Linked DNA regions of Arabidopsis thaliana: region 1 is linked to region 2. Evidence: chromatin contacts called from public capture Hi-C data. All regions are on one chromosome and are shown on one strand. The core of a region is the stretch at or near the end of the contact, and the rest is flanking DNA. Distances in the headings are between cores, read along the strand shown. Region 1 holds the start of AT5G49870 (Mannose-binding lectin superfamily protein). Region 2 holds the start of AT5G49760 (Leucine-rich repeat protein kinase family protein).

Region 1 (5,697 bases), core at 192-2,691, 57 kb after region 2:
GATATGCTCCAAGAGAGCTTAGATTCTTCTCGGCATATCCATGAAACCCAACAATCTTCATTCCACTGGCTGTAAGTTTAAATTTCTTACCCGTATTGGATCCCATAAGTTCTGAAGTCTTGATGTTAGTCCTAAATTGAAGTCCCTGAATGACCTCACATTCCTCGTCGCCCTCGTAGTAACCCTCAACAGACACCAGATATTCTTCGTCATGTTTAAACTCAAACTGTAAAACAAAGATTATGTATCATTTAATATTATACTCATGCAATTGGATAAACAAAATTTTAATTAATTACTATTTTTCCGTGACATGTATAATGTATACATACCACGTGTGGGGAACCTCTTCTATAGATAGAACCATGGATTGGCCCATCTGTTAGATTCCCATCCTTGTCAACATACTCTAACTTGATGAATTGTATGCCCTTTTGACCACTACGTACATGTATCTTTGTAAAACCGGCCTGGTTGACTCCATCATCCCACTTTGTCCCTACCTTTCCCCCTACTGCTTTTATTATAGTAGGAGTATCCCAAGTGAAATATGCTCCTAGAGAGCCCACCCTCAAAGCAAAGCTTGATCCATGAAACCCAATGATTTTTTTTCCCTCTACTGCTAGTATAAATTTGGTACACCCATCATGATGATATCCAATCGGTTCAGATATCCGCAAGTTGGTTTTAAATTGAAGTGCTTCAATCCCTGTGTCCTCTGTGTAGTAGCCCTCAACAGATTCAAGATGTTCATATTTTAGATGGTTAATCTCAAACTGCAAAATTTGGTGAAAAAATGATATTACAAAATTTCCCACATGCGAAAAAAGCGAAAAAGGGTTTGACAGAAAGATAAAAAGAGAAAAAAAAAATTCTAATGTCATCTTATACCGTGTGCGTGTAAGTATTATACGATTGACCACGGAAGGGTCCATCCTTTGGTTTTCCACTTTTGACATAGTCGAAACGAATGGACTCTATGCCACTAAGAGAATAATTTACATATATCTTTGTTACATCATCGTGGTCAGATTTGTCATCCCACTTACTGTTGTTGCCTCTCCTGCTCCCTTCCGCTTCCAATCTTTCGGTCATCTCGAACCTGTTGAATCTACACAAATTGGATGCCAATTGTATGTGTTTCTTAGTCAGTAATATATACCCTTATCCAGCCAAGGATCAACACAAGTTCTAAGCTGAACGAAGAAGATCAAGTTTTGTTTTGGTGGAAACAAGAAGCAGATAAAACTAATATCTACCAAGTAACATTTTCTGATATTCGATGCTCTACATTTTTAAGCACATATGCTCATTATACTTTGGCAATAATTTAGATCAGATATTAGAGCTCTGAAACATAGATGTAAATAAAAGAAACATAGATAGAGAGAACTGACCTATGTTAGTTGAGGAGAGAGAGACAGGTGATTGAACTGAGAGGCTATGTTGATCTATAACCAAAAGGATGAAGGTGTTTCTATTTATAGGGTTTTTAGAAAGAAAATAATAAAAAAAACATTCTAAATCGTTTTGCAATTATATTCTCCGCCTAAAAAAAATGCAGAATTATACGAAAGAAGAAAAATTCAGATTCAAGAAAATGTTATGATTATTAAACTAACTAATATTGACAACTAGTTATTCAAAAATGTTAAAATTTAAATCAGTTGAAATCCTTGGTTAGACCTAAAGTTTTCTCATTCGTTACACTTGCACACTACACTTCTACACGATAAGATTGACGCCAACTCATACACAAAGTCTTCCCCACGAATATTGTATTTTGATTATTAATATTGATCCAAATTTATCAATTTTAAGATTTCATCCATAACATAAATTTTAAATGTTAACAATGTAAGTTTCTTATAAAATAATCGATATGTGTTTTCTAAACAATTAAATTTCAAATCATACTTTTTGTTAATATTATCTGTTTTATTTTTGTTTAAGATTGTATAATTATATTTTAATTGTTATTTCTATTATTTCATTCTTAATATACAGTCCCATATTATTATGACTCAAACCAATCAATTCTAGAATTTCACCTGTAGAATAAAGTTAAAATATTTAGAATGTTTAAGCTTCTTATAAAAAAATCAAGGTGCGTTTAAAAAAGTTTAAATTTTAAGTTGTATTTGTTTCGTTAATATTTTTTTTTGTTTAGCGTTTAAGATTGGATAATTATATTTTGATTGTTAATTCTATGATTTCACTTGTAGTATATTGTCCTGTATTTATCACCGACGCAAATCCGTCAATTATAGGATTTTACTCGTAGTATATAGTTTAAATATGAATTTATCATATTTAAACTTCTTATTAATTATTATAAATTCAAATATTTATCATATTCAAACTTTTAAAAAGTTTCAATTCTTTGAAATAAATAACCGGAGTAAACTGGATAATACTTTTAATTTTGGACGTCTTATAAATCAAGTTTCATGTTTATTCGTACTCAGAATCATTTTGGTCCTTATTATAGTATGACTCTGAACCATGGTCTAATTTGTTAAGCAATGTAAGACATTATACACATATTATTTTTTCGTCAATTGAGTAATATATGTCCATTTAAAGAACTTTGAAAAGAATGCAAAATAAATTAAATATAAAATCAAATAAAAGTGAAAGAAAATAATATATTAAGCGATTGCTGCGATGCTTTGTCTCATGTTATATGGACTAAGGTATGTTTAAATTAGGTAGATAGGTTTTAGGAAATACCTAGTTTAGAGATATCTTATATTTGTTTCCGATTTATTTGGTAATTAAATAGTTAATTTTTAATTAATATTTTTGGTAGAAATAGAAACTTTCTAAATTGTTTTTGTTTTTTTAATTAATGTTTTTAAGAATTAATATCGTTTTGTTATAGATTTTCTAATTATAGTTATCGAGGATCTAAACACAATAAAACCGGATCAATGATTGGATACATAAAACTTATTTATGATCCGAATATAATTAAACCAGGTCAAAAATTCGGCCAAATAACACTAAAACATTAGCGACCAAATTTAAAACATTTGTGACCAAAAACTGCTGCAAAAATTTATATAGATTTAAAAGATCCGAGAATATTTAACGATCAAAATTAAAACAGTGTGACCAAAAACTCCTGCAAAAATATATATGTATATTTGTAAAAGACGTCACAAGTAATCGTGATTTAAAACAAGGGAAATAACTTATATACAAAGTCTTCCCGGAAATATCGTTTTCAGAATTTTAAAATTCGATTCAGAATTTTTTTTAAATGGTAGACATTATGCAAATAATGGAAGCTTACTTGCATTTAATTAAGTTAGTCTTTTTTGTCAACGCTTGCATTTATGCCTCACGGCGTTCGTTAAAGAATACTCCAGCATATGCAATTAGACAATTAGCAGCTTCTCATCTATTAGTTTTTTGGACATCTTCATATCTAGGGTATACAATACATCAGGCGCATCCATTGCATTTACTGTGGAAAAAAAAATGAGAGAAATTAATGCCCTTTCGAGTACAATTAGTTTAGTGGGGGAATTTGGAAACATTTTATGGATAAATAAAATATTATGATATAGATGAAATACTTATTTGTGGGTTTGAATGGTTACGACGGTTGAGGCGGACAAAACCGTCTACGGATTAGACCGCTTTTTATTTACCATTCATCAATTATAGTCCGAAGTGGTCCGGACCAAAAAAAATAGAAGAAAACCGCAGCGGACCATCTGTGGACTGTTTTGACATACAAATAAACTTGGTCCGCAACGGTTTATTGTCTGTCCAAAAAATGAGATGGACTAAACCGCAGACAAATTAGACCGATTTGTCCGCTGCCTCCATTCATAGCCTGTGTGCAGTAGAAGAATAATGATTAGAGTAAGGACAATTTGGGTATTTTTAAGATTAAATGACAAGTGCAATCAGCATTATTAGTGTTAATTGGTTTTATTTGCTACGTACCTGCAAATAATTATTAGTACACAGAGTTATAGTTGTGTGCCAGAAAAGGAATTTTCAAATAATTATACAAGTATTTTTCGAATATTTGAATCTCGAAGGAACCATAAATACTCTAATAATCTTGATTGTTTGTTTATCAAATAAAGCATAGGACATCATTTATGCTTGTTTTCTACCATTATAACCTAGATGCTAGAGTTGCTCTAGCTAGATGTCTTACTTTTTCATGACTAATTATGTAATAGGATAATGTTTTCTTCACCATTCCCTTTTCCTTTGTAATTATCTCGTGTCTATGTTTCTAGCCTCAACCACAAAGTATCTCTATGTCTTCTCTCATCTTATTCTACTATATATTGTATTTGAATTGTAACAATCAAGTGTAAGTAATGACCGACTCTTATTCCACATCATAGTCTTAATCCTTCTTTTGTTCCGTTTATCTCTTTCTCCATTTTGTTGGAGTCTTTTTTGAGCCTTCTCTTACTCTTATCATGCTTATAAATCCTACACATCCTAGCAGTTAGTTCACAAATTATTTTGATTCTACAACTTCCAATTTTACTCCAGGTGAGGACGCGCGATAAGAAAAATGGAAAATAAATAGGGATAGCTTTTTCTTTGTGTGCAACCAAGCCGGATAGTTAAAAGCCTTTACGGAACTTCCTCCAAGCAACTGCCAAGGCAAGTCCCAGTTTTTAATCATATATTGCTTATAACTATTGAAGAACCAAAATAATGTTAATTACATGCCTTACACTTACCCAAAGTTTTTAATATGAATAGAATATACACCCAAAAAATATAGAGTTGTAAACTTGTGATCCTCAAACTTAATTACAAACCAAAACACAGTATGGGAAAATGGAAAGAAAGTTGGTCAGATCTTGATTAAAGAAATCGATTGACTTAGTTAAAGCATGATGTATCTACCTCTGGAGTTATGCTTCATATTTTACTCATGACATGACTTCTCAAAATAGACTAAATAATTAGCCAACTTATTATAAAAGGACCATGTTTGTTTGAGCGACAAGCGCATGTTGTTCGTTTGCCTATTGCAAGCGACTACATACTGTCTTTGACGAACATGGCAAGATAAGAATCATTTTAATAAAACTTTAAGTGGACATATCAATTACTAAATGAATTTGATTAAGCAAAGATAAAATGGACATAAAAATACCAAGTGAAATGGATTTACCTAAAAATATGAGGACAATGTTGACGTAACATGTTTTTTATTTTTTTTGGTGGAATGGACCTTTGGCTACTCACAAACACCTATTTCAAGTACTATTGTCTTCTAATGTGGAGGATTGACTATTATCGTCCTCTAATGTGGAGGATTTGCTTGCAATGAGTGCAAAGTCGAATCCCCAACCATGAACTAGATACTTTATGTCTTCTGGTTTTAACGTAAAAGACATGAGAAGAGAAGACATACATACATGTACCTTACGTGATGAAGTTAATTAGGGAGTTGGATTATGTGCCGAAAGCAGTACGCATATCCCGCGATTGCATGATTCATAGTCTCCAGAAATTGATTAATACTATTTATTAAGGGCACCACGTCGACTATAAATTTAGCTCACATTGTTTTTTGATGGGGGTATGACTTAATTTCAGCGTAACTGATAGGGAGTTAGAAGATGTTTCCCAATAATAATAAAGCCCTGTTCGTTTCTCCATTTGACAGATCCATCCAACTAATCCATTCAACATGTTCATCTA
Region 2 (5,812 bases), core at 2,848-5,347:
TGGGACTTCTTCACCTGGACTTGACATGCTTACTCAAACTCAGCACTTGTACATAATCCAATTTTTTCCATTTATTGTTATATAATCACTTTTTTTTTTCATACTAACTAATCTCGAACTCACATTCACTTTCTCATGCAGTCATTTTGGGAAAAATAAGCTTTCGGGCCATATCCCAGAAAAGCTCTTCAACTCAAACATGAGTTTGATACATGTGTAAGTTTCATGGCCCACTAGCGAAAGCTAAAGATTTTGCACCACTTGAGAGTAGTAACTATATAAGTGATTGCATGGTTTGTTGTTTTTCGACAGACTATTCAATAATAACCAATTCACAGGCAAAATCCCAGAAAGCCTCAGCCTCGTTACAACGTTGTTAGTCTTGTAAGTAGTAAAAGATTGTTACAAAAAGGCTTATTCATCCGATCCCTAACAATTTTAATCTCATATAATGTTATTTCTTTTGTTAAAGACGCCTTGACACGAATCGATTAAGTGGAGATATTCCTCCAAGTCTTAATAATCTCACAAGTCTCAACCAACTGTAAGTGTACCTTTTGTTGTGTATTTGTAATATTATAAGCGAAATGAGGTAAGTAAGTTGAATTCATTTCAGGCACTTGTGCAACAACAAATTTACAGGCAGTCTTCCAAATTTAGCCAGTTTGACCGATCTCGACGAAATGCAAGTTTTCAATATTTATCATCCTCGTTTGCTGCTCATTTTACCATTAATATTACTATTTTTAAACTATCATTACTAGCCAAACTAATGCCATGATGTTATTTTTTTGTAACAGAGATGTGAGCAATAACACTTTGGAATTCTCACTCGTTCCATCATGGATCGTTTCATTACGCAACCTGACATCAATGTATGAACCTCTCTGATCTCAGTCTCCCTCACTCTCTCTCTAAATATATATGGATGTGCATTCTTACAAAGAAGAAATGGTCTTCTACTTGGCAGAAGGATGGAAGGGATCCAACTCATAGGTCCAGTGCCGATTTCCTTCTTCAGTCTTATTCGATTGCAATCTGTGTGAGTAAAAACAGTATTACATGAAACTTTGACTGGAATTAATCGACTTGTGAAATTTTTACTGATTGAGATGCCTCACTTTTTTACTTACGCAGTAACCTTAAGCGGAATTGGATAAACGGAACCTTGGACTTTGGTACCAACTATAGCAAACAGTTGGAGTTAGTTAGTTTAAGATACAATAACATAACTGGTTATAAACAAGCAGCTAATGAACACATCAAAGTAATGTATGTATATTTGTCACAAATCATGCAATATGACTTCTTTGTTCGATCTATTGGTTATCTGTGTTGCTGTATATCTACAGATTGGCAAATAATCCAGTGTGTGGGGAGGTAGGGAACAAGCCGAGTTTCTGCTCAGCAATCAAACACAGTTCATCATTTTCTACCCTCCAAACAATCAAAGATCTATTTAAGAAGTTTATTTATAATGTGGACTCTGTGGCCGTTTAGAAACATAAGAGAAAACGCAAGTTGATGAGGGAGCAGAAGCTCAAATGTATGATATTTTCATTGACCAGATGAAGGATGGACAAATGGATGAAATCAGGCTAAACATAAGAAAGAGAGCTCAGGACATCCAAATATTATCACTAGAAATAATTTATTATGTTGTAAATGTAAATCATGTTTAAATATTTATCATGCATGTTGAAGGTTGTTTTCGGGTTTTCCTTATGTGTGTTGGGTTGTTTTTCTTGTTTTTATTTTAATTGAATTTCCTCTGTATATAGTGGCTCATTTTCTTAACATGAAATAAAAAAAATGTGTTCATGAAATTAGAATATTTTGTGATCCTTCTTACGCTGTTTAGCTAATTTTCTTTATCCTTTTGGTTTGGAAGTGTCAAATGGTGATGCATTTCGAGTTTGTGAGGGTATATTTGATTGCCGTGTTTGCCAAGGTACATCATAAGGAAAACACGGCTATGGGATCGACCTTCCGAATCTCTTTGCCAAGGTACTCAAATACATCACCATTTGACCATGGTGGTGGACGCCATGGGATCGACCTTCCAAATCTCTTTCATTTGTTCCTCTTAAGTCTTAACTCTATTAGCTTTCCATTATGGGTATAGTTCATATTTGTATGCTTTTAAGTTTCTCAAATCTCTTTCATTTGTCAGTTTTTACTTTTTAGGACTGGTTTATTTTGCACCCATTCCAATCGTGGGGTTTTAAGTTTTAACCCGTAAATTATTTTTTTGTTTATTTTGTATTTTTGATACGAAAGCCCATAAATTGTGAAGTAAAAAGGCCCAATAGGCCCATAAAATTGGGAGAAGAGACGATCATCGGACAAACCGAGAAAGTGAAACAACAAAGAAGAAACCTGACTCTTCAGAAACTATTCAGGCGAGAGAGAGAGAGAGAAACAATTTTGGACAAGAACAGAAACGATGTACGTTTTCTGTGATCTCAATATTAGATATAGTATTCCAGTTAATCGGAAACAAAGAAGCAACAATTTGCAAATCACGGAGGTTGAACCACTGGAGGAGTTGGATTCAGTCTGGAAGGAAATCCAAGTTAACCAACAACACTTTTAGATAATCGGAACACTATATTCAATGACTATTTTGATTCCAGAGACTGTTTTGCAACCCAAACAGATCCTGATCTCAAGAATAGCTACCAGAGTAGCTATGAAGGCAGCCGTGTATGATGTATCAAGTTCTTCACATCTTCAGGTTCAAAGCTAGTAAACCATTTGAGAATCCATCCCTGGCAACATTCTTTCCTTTCTAAGACATTGAATTTGATGAGCTTTATACATCTTAGGTAATGTTACTGTTGCACCAGAACTTTGTGATTCCGGCAATACCATAATTTAGGAGTTGTAATTAATCTTCCTTGAGATATTATGCTTGTAAAACACATGTTTAATAAGTTATTCAAGACTTTTCCACAAGTCTTGTTGAACGTTTTTGAAGTTGTTGAGAGATATCATAGAAAATTCCAAAAATAATGAATCGCTAGATCAATCTATATCCAAACTGATTATTAAGACCCAGTCAATACACAAATTGCTATTCTAGCAAATGTAAGTGGTGAGGTGCACCTTAGGCTTCAAATGGCCACGGCGGACTGACAAAACCATTTGCGGGATTGGATCTCTTGTTGTTTACCATTCATAAACTGTAGTCTGTGGACCGAAAAAAAAAAAAATCGCCGTAGACAAACTAGCTACTGATTTTACATACTGTAGAAATAAATTTGGTATGGAGCTGACAACATGGTTTAGTCCGCTCCGCCCGTAACATCCATTCAAAGCCTTAACATATAACGTAGTTAACGCGTAGAGTATTTGAGTGTATATATGTATCCCCTAAACACACGTAGTTGCACGAGTGTAGCTTGTGGACACTAACAGTTTCAGTCCACTATCAAGTTGATCGACAAAACATTATGTTGACATACATCAATAGCTTGATCCTACCACTACAACATTGCTATGATGTTTCTCCACTTCTTGTTGTTGTTGTTGTCCTTGCTACTTGTACTCTCTTAGTCTCCCCTAGCTTGGTAATAAAGTTCATCAATAGCCAAATTTAAAGGTTTGGTCCTTGTAAGCTTGACACAACACAAATTAGTTACACATCTTCTTCTCATAGCTCACATTTATTTATATATGTTTTGCATACCCACTCGATTATTAAATAATTAGTTTTGAAGTTCTAGTCAATATTTCATCAAATCATCATCATCATCATCATCACTGTTGTTGTAATTAGTATTAGTATATCAAGTTGGAAAATGGCTTGTCCTCATTTTTCCAACGAGGCAACGACCATGACTTTATTCAATCTTGGTTGTTAAAAAAAACATATCACTGCATAGTTGATGACCACAACTATATTCCACAAGTCTCTCTTTCTGAGATCTAACGATTTGGGCAAACAAAATCATATTTTATTCTTTGTTTTTGAAGTTTATAGATATTTTTTTTTGTAATCAATAATGAGTGTATTTAATACAGTAGATAAATAAGGGTCCTACTTTAGTTTCGCATCACGACAACTCATATGTATACTTTAATGTATTGTTTCATAAATTGTTCCTTCCCATTACTCAATTGACATTTCCATTTAACAACTCTTCCCAATTGTGAAACCTTTATATCCCATTATCAGCTGTTTTAAGTTGACCAAGTTTTTTCTTATGGTCCTCTTCCTATTTTCTTCTTTTGATATACTTTTTTTTTTAACTCTATTTGTTCAAAGTCTTCGTCTTCTTTTTGTTAACATTATTGTTTACATGTTTTTGAAAGAGAGATTATAATTTTTATTAAGAGATTCGTCAAACCTTTGTGTAGAGCACATGCTTTTTTCTTAGATTATTTTGAGATAGGATCAGAAAACAGAGGAAGTGATAAGAGGTTCTTTTTGGGTTTGAAGATGAGTTCAAGAACTGGAGCCTCTTTGCTCCTGATCTTGTTTTTCTTCCAAATTTGTTCTGTTTCGGCACTCACGAATGGTTTAGACGGTGAGTGTGTGTGGATATATACATATACAACCATATAGATGATGAACAGAGTTTTTCCTAATCTTGAATATTGGTGCAGCTTCTGCTTTAAATGCTCTGAAGAGTGAATGGACCACTCCTCCTGATGGTTGGGAAGGCTCTGATCCTTGTGGAACCAATTGGGTTGGAATTACATGTCAAAATGACCGCGTCGTTTCAATGTAAGGCTCTGTAAATTGTTGCTGCTTCTTCCAATAATGCTCTGCAGACTTTTAATGTTGTGTTGCTTATTGTAGATCACTAGGTAACCTTGACTTGGAAGGAAAGCTTCCTGCCGATATATCGTTCTTGTCCGAGTTGCGGATCTTGTATGTCTTTCTTTTTCTTTCTATTTTTCCTTTCACATAAAAATGGTTTTTGGTTGTTTTCATCTTATTATCCAATCTTTGTAGGGATTTGTCATACAATCCTAAATTGTCCGGACCGCTTCCACCAAACATCGGTAACCTTGGGAAGTTAAGGAACTTGTAAGGAAACACACTATCATTAAATCTCTAGTACACAACTTATGTATCACTTTGTCTTATCTCTTATTTTATCTAACTCTTTTTACTCTCCAGGATCCTTGTGGGATGTAGTTTCAGTGGTCAAATCCCTGAGTCCATTGGAACTCTAAAAGAACTTATATATCTGTAAGATTCTGTGGATTCATGTTATTATAAACAGTCAATTGCATTCTCTAAAACCATTAGTATTAATTTTTGTTTCCTCAATACAGCTCCCTAAATTTAAATAAATTTAGTGGAACAATTCCGCCTTCAATTGGCCTGTTATCAAAACTATATTGGTTTGATATAGCTGACAATCAGATTGAAGGAGAGCTTCCAGTTTCTAATGGGACTTCTGCACCTGGACTTGACATGCTTCTTCAAACTAAGCATTTGTATATATAATCCCAAATCTTTCACTTCCGTTTATTATAATCACTCCTTCTAATATAGTAATTGATCTGACTCTCCTTTGCTTTTTTCTTGTAGTCATTTTGGAAAAAACAAGCTTTCAGGCAATATCCCAAAAGAACTTTTCAGCTCAAACATGAGTTTAATACATGTGTAAGCTTCATATTACATTATATAGCTGAGAGATTTCATAAGTTGTGAGTAAGTAACTAACAAAGTGACTGCATTGTTCGTTGTTTTATCGATAGCCTCTTCGATGGAAACCAATTCACGGGCGAAATTCCAGAGACCCTCAGTCTCGTTAAAACGTTGACGGTGTTGTAAGTAGTAATATATATAGTT

What was found. Capture Hi-C pulls out chosen DNA fragments and counts their contacts.
Region 1: a contact with region 2 is called in a capture Hi-C map of shoot, with 4 times the contacts expected there. The contact joins the promoter of AT5G49870 here to the promoter of AT5G49760 in region 2. A contact is called at or near these places in 2 of 26 Hi-C or Micro-C datasets (rosette leaf and shoot) and 1 of 3 other capture datasets (shoot).

The regions. Positions count from the first base shown.
Region 1 is chr5:20,271,454-20,277,150 of TAIR10.1, forward strand. AT5G49870 (Mannose-binding lectin superfamily protein) reads right to left here and starts at 1,442. Exons shown (of 6, transcript NM_001344861.1): 1 at 1,398-1,442; 2 at 892-1,111; 3 at 333-776; 4 at 1-226. The coding sequence starts at 1,095. It overlaps AT5G07485 (a long non-coding RNA gene), which reads left to right and starts at 4,244. Exons shown (of 2, transcript NR_143006.1): 1 at 4,244-4,343; 2 at 4,534-4,733. It overlaps AT5G07495 (a long non-coding RNA gene), which reads right to left and starts at 5,593. Exons shown (of 1, transcript NR_143007.1): 1 at 5,216-5,593.
Region 2 is chr5:20,212,235-20,218,046 of TAIR10.1, forward strand. AT5G49760 (Leucine-rich repeat protein kinase family protein) reads left to right here and starts at 4,098. Exons shown (of 19, transcript NM_124354.3): 1 at 4,098-4,532; 2 at 4,612-4,732; 3 at 4,808-4,879; 4 at 4,964-5,038; 5 at 5,132-5,203; 6 at 5,290-5,454; 7 at 5,549-5,623; 8 at 5,719-5,790. The coding sequence starts at 4,445. It overlaps AT5G49750 (Leucine-rich repeat (LRR) family protein), which reads left to right. Exons shown (of 14, transcript NM_124353.2): 6 at 1-48; 7 at 142-216; 8 at 313-384; 9 at 473-544; 10 at 617-685; 11 at 801-875; 12 at 971-1,042; 13 at 1,138-1,272; 14 at 1,353-1,500. The coding sequence ends at 1,500. AT5G07455 (a long non-coding RNA gene) reads right to left here and starts at 2,718. Exons shown (of 1, transcript NR_143004.1): 1 at 2,089-2,718.